Linked DNA regions of Sus scrofa: region 2 is linked to region 1. The links are chromatin contacts, called in public HiChIP or PLAC-seq maps. All regions are on one chromosome and are shown on one strand. Each heading gives the region's core, a stretch centred on a gene start, on an enhancer-like site or on the middle of the called end of the contact. The rest is flanking DNA. Distances are from core to core; before and after follow the strand shown.

Region 1 (2,567 bases), core at 48-2,547:
TATGAGGTACTCGGGGTTCGACAGCAGACACGAAGAAGCCTGGATCCCATTCTTTTTCAGAAGAAAAGAAGGCAAACCAAAATAAAGTTATATACAGTGTGTTAGGAGAAGAGTGTTCTAGACAAACAGAATCTACGTTGATGAGTAGGGAGTGGGGTGGGGGTGCAAGGTGTTCCCATTGTACTTTTATTTTATTTTTTTTTTTTTTTTTTTTTGTCTTTTCTAGGGCTGCACCAGGGCATATGGAGGTTCCCAGGCTAGGGGTCTAATTGGAGCTGTAGGCGCCGGCTCACGCCAGAGCCACAGCAACACCAGATCCGAGCTGCATGTACGATCTACACCACAGCTCACGGCAACGCTGGATCCTTAACCCCCTGAGCAAGGCCAGGGATCGAACCCGAAATCTCATGGTTCCTAGTCAGATTCGTTAACCACTTAGCCAAGACGGGACGCCAAGGTGTTTCCATTTTAAATGAGGAAGTGCAGGAAGCCTTCTTAGGATTTGAGAAAGACCTGAAGAAGAGAACGAGCGAGCCATGGAGCCACAGGGGGAAGACCTTCCAGGCAGACAGGCTGCAGGTATAGAGCCAGAGGCGGAAGCATGCTGGTGTAGTGAAGGGAACATGTATGTTTCTTTGTAGCAAAGCCTTAAGCACACTTCATTAAAACAGTTACTGTGGGAGTTTCCTTGTGACACAGCAGGTTGAGTATCTGGCATTGTGGTAGGCGGGGTGGTGCGGGTTCGTCCATGGCCTGGGAACTTCTGTAGGCTGCAGGTGCAGCCAAAAAAACCAAAAACATAAAACAAGAGTTCCTGTTCTGGTGCCGTGGGTTAAGGACCTGGCATTGCTGCAGCTGTGGCATAGGTCTCAGCTGCGGTTCAGGTTCGATTCCTAGCCCAGGAACTTCTCTGTGCCCTGGGTGTGGCCCGAAAACAAACCAAAGCAGTCGTGATGGCTTCCACTCTTCTGCGATGTCTTAGTCTTGGCAGCTTCCAACTGTGATGCTATTTCCAAATGCTGAAGATGAGAATGTCATCTGCAGCATCGTTTAGTATGGAATGTCCCTTGCGTTCAGAGGTATATTGGTCTTAGATCTCAAATGAGGATGTCGGAAGTGGAAAGCCCTCCCAGGTGTTGATCGTGGGGAAGAAAAGCAAGCTCTAGGATAGCGACTGTAGTACCTCTTGAAGATAAGAAATGTACGGAGAGAAGTTAGACATCCAGTCAGTATGGCGTGATGATGACACCGAAATTGTGTTCTGCCCCTAAAATTGCAGAAGCTGGCCACTAGATGGAGAGATGGGCAGGACACGGGTTGCCTGGCAAGGCCTTCCTCTTCAGAGCCCCACCTCGTTCTGCTGCCTTTGGTGTGGGAACTGGAACCTTCATCTCGAGTTCCTTTTGTCTCAACTCACCCTTCCCAGTTGTTCAATAATTTTGCAGGAAGTTCCCTGATGGCCTTGCGTTTGAGAATCTGGCATTGTCACTGCTGTGGCTTGGGTCACTTCTGTGGCACAGGTTCAATCCCTGGGCCGGGAATTTCCACAGGCCGAGGATGTGGCCAAAATAAAAATGTCTATTAAAATAATTTTGTAAGGAGGATAATGGCTCAGATAGGGTGCTTTTGCTGCAAATAATAGATCTTGATGAAAGGCAGCTGAAACGGTAAGGGTGTGTTACCATGTGTAGAAGCAACCCAGAGGCAGGGCCAGACCAGAGTTTGCGCAGAGCCAGACACTGCATTTCCCTGTGGAGGCGATCTGTTCCTCGTGGCTCTAAGGTGGCTGCTGGGGACCCCATCACATGTGGCTAGACAACCATCCCCCTCAGAGGAGTGTTTCTCCTCATGTGCCTTTTTATCAGCCTCTGGCTGACAGGCCCTTGGGCTCCGTGGCCAGCATTGGATCACCCGTCCCCCTGCAAGAAAGGTTTGAAAATACCTGTCTGGCACTCTCAGTCCGTCATGTGGGAACCATGCATTGACAGCCAGCACTGACAGCATTGACCCATTGAGGGGGGCTGGGGCGGGAAGAGGTGAATGACAGTTGAGTGGGCAACCCAAGCGTTGACCTTGAATGGTTACCTAGAAATGAGCTGGAATTCAAACCCACAGGTATTAAGCGTCTAAGACTTAGGGTCTGGAGTTTCTTGCAGGGGCGAACTGGGGAGGCAATCAGCTGGGGAGACAGCCGTTTCAGGCTCTGATAGCTGAGAAGCTGGTTCCCTGCATCACGGGCCGATTTCTGCTTCTGGGCCCCGCTCCTGTTGCCCTTGTTCTCGACAACGGACCGACACAGCTACAAGTTCCTTGTGGAGAATTCAGACATCGAAGAATGGAGACTAGAATTCCATGGCAATTCATTGGAGAAAACTCTTCTCAGCTCTCTGCGCAGATGGTTCAAGAGCATTTTCTGACGTCATCCGAATTTGCTATTTTTGTTGTCGCTACCTAAGGCTTCTGAAGCTCTGAGATACAGGACCAGATTTACAGAGCAGAATCTGGCTTCAGATGTGTCTTTGGTGGAATTTCTCTTATAAAGTGACGTTTATTGCCCATGGAGATAA
Region 2 (2,567 bases), core at 33-2,532, 230 kb before region 1:
ATTCCCAGTACATTCAGATGTTACAACAAATAATAGTCACCAACTTCAATTTATACATTTATTGTTTGTAAAGTTTTAAATAAAATTTTAAATAAGCAGGTAATTATACGAAGAGAGTTATATGAAAAACAGCATCATTCGATTCTTTCAATGTAATCTTAGTTACATGACAAAAATCACAGTGAAATTAAAAAGTATTTTTTCATTATCTCCCAGAGAGCAATCCTCCTTTCAATTTTGATTTTGATGAAAACAAACTCAGATGCACCATTTGCTACCAGCTATTAGAGTCCTTCGCTTTTTTTTTTTTTTTTTTTTTTTTTTTGCTTTTTAGGGCTGCACTTGCAGCCTATAGAGGTTCCCAGGCTAGAGGGCTAATCGGAAGTACAGCTGCCAGCCTACACCACAGCTACAGCAACACCAGATCCTTAACCCACTGAGCGAGGCCAGGGATCGAACCCACAACCTCATGGCTCCGAGTTGGATTTGTTTCCACTGCGCCACGACAGGAACTCCAAAATCCTTCACTTTTTAAACCCTGACACCAATATTTGAAATTGCCTATGTGTTTTAAACCCTAGATTTTTTTTTTTTCCATCTAACACGCAATGTCAGTACAACACAGTAAAAAGAGTTATTCTTTTCTTTTGGCAGTGAGAAGAACAATTATGAAAGGAGACATCTGGAGAAAAAGACTCTGCACAGCTTTCTCAAGCAGACCAACTTAAGGATTTAAGAGAACAAAAGTTAACAAATCTTGAAACGGATAGTCTTTAAATGATCTGTGTTAAAGTCTCTAGATCTAACCACAAATTTATAGAAAACACTGAGGACAGAAAAATGTGCTAAATGACACCACTCAGATATGAGATGGAAAAATTTTTAAGACATGATCTCGTTTTTTCCAACAAATAAATTGCAAGGGAAAAAAAAGAGGGAAGCAACAGGAACCTAAGCTAAAAGAGATATAAAAGACATAAAAGATATAACAATAAATTGCAATCAAATAAACTATAAAACATAATTATGTTTCAAGGAATTAAAAATCTGAACATACCTGCATATTTGATAGTAAGAAATTTATATAAAAGGTGAGAATTTTAACAGTCCTTATCGTTTAAAGATACTTACTAAACAAAACTTTTACAGATAGAACAGTATGTTATCTAGAACTTGCTTCAAGATAATACAGAGAAAAAGGGAGTATGAATAAAACTAAGATAGGTCATGAGCTACTAATTGTTGAAGCGGAAGAAAGTTTCATGAGGACACGTCATTTCCTCTAGGTTTCTGTGTTTTGAAATTTCATAACGAAAAGTTTCTTGGAGTTTTTGGTGTGGCTCAGTGGTAATGACTCCAACTAGTATCCTTGAGGATGAGGGTTTGATCCCTGGCCTCACTCAGTGGGTTAAGGATTTAGCACTACCATGAGCTATGGCGTAGGTCGCATGCTCAGCTCAGATCCTTCGTTGCTGTGGTTGTGGTGTAGGCCAGCAGCTACAGCTCCAATTCGACTCCTAGACTGGGAACTTCAATGTGCCAGGAGTTCCCTGGAGTTCTCTTGTGGCACAGCAGGTTAAGGATCTGGCATTGTCACTGCAGCGGCTCAGGTCAGAGCTGTGACACAGATTCAATCCTTGGTCCAGGAACTTCCACATACCACAAGTGCAGCAAAAAAAAAAAAAAAAAAAAAAGGTTCTTGATACCCCTTGGGAAGTCTTTATGGACCCCAAGTGAGATCTAAACACCACACCTAGCCACCATGAGCAAGTAAACTTTAATAGCTCCAATCTCCAAAAAGCCAGGAGATTTGCATGCAAAAAAGAACTTGATGCTTTGAGTATTTATGAAAATTGTCTTTTCCTTGGAATTCACACTGTGGTGCAGTGGGTTAAGGATCTGGTGGTGTCTCCGCAGTGGCTCAGATGGCTGCAAAGGCACTGGTTTGACCCCCAGCCCCCCACAGTGACACTGAAGCTGCGGTATAAGTCACAGCTATGGCTCAGATTCAAACCCTGGCAGGAACTTCCATATGCCACAAGTGCAACCAAAAAATAAATATAAATTTTAAAGATTATAAACCTCTAATTAAATATCTACTCAAAACCTACTTCCTCTTTCCTTCTTTTCCTAAGAAGAAAAGGGAGAGGGAGACCTAAATATCTTATAAATTAGTACTTTGTTAATTCACAAAGCAATCTTTTTTTATTTTTTGGCTGTGCCCACAGCATATAGAAATTTCCAGGACAGGGATCAAATCCACGCCAGGAGCAGTGACTGCTGAACCACCAGGAAACTCCTCACAAAGCAATCTTCCAAAAACAGAAAACTGTAAAAAGGGCAGGGCAGAGGGGGAGGTGTGTGCCTGTCCAACGCAAAATACCAAAGATTTCGGAGACAAGATGCAGAATAACTACTTAGAATGGCTATACCAATATACGACCAGAAAACCACTATCTGCTTACCTCTGTTTTAACATGAAAACACATTTATCAGCTCAGACTAAGTGGTTTAAAACTTACATAAACAACCTTATTTTAAACACATGTTTAACCTTCTAAGGGAAA

What was found. HiChIP or PLAC-seq counts read pairs in DNA pulled down with a chosen protein or histone mark.
Region 2: an H3K27ac HiChIP or PLAC-seq map of alveolar macrophages shows a contact between it and region 1. The contact joins two enhancer-like sites. A contact is called at or near these places in 1 of 47 Hi-C or Micro-C datasets (epiblast stem cells) and 1 of 2 datasets of contacts at active chromatin or transcription factors (alveolar macrophages).

Annotation. Positions count from the first base shown.
Region 1 is chr17:49,334,676-49,337,242 of Sscrofa11.1, reverse strand. The region is part of intron 5 of ZMYND8 (protein kinase C-binding protein 1); the gene reads left to right. Among named protein-coding and RNA genes, the nearest start is that of ZMYND8, 54 kb to the left of the region's middle. Within about 2 kb of position 1,297, at least 2 of the 83 cell types and tissues checked have an H3K27ac peak or open chromatin away from gene starts, as enhancers often do. A contact at or near this core is called in alveolar macrophages, where this site is marked.
Region 2 is chr17:49,564,171-49,566,737 of Sscrofa11.1, reverse strand. All of the region lies in intron 1 of NCOA3 (nuclear receptor coactivator 3), which reads right to left. Among named protein-coding and RNA genes, the nearest start is that of NCOA3, 37 kb to the right of the region's middle. Within about 2 kb of position 1,282, at least 5 of the 83 cell types and tissues checked have an H3K27ac peak or open chromatin away from gene starts, as enhancers often do. A contact at or near this core is called in alveolar macrophages, where this site is marked.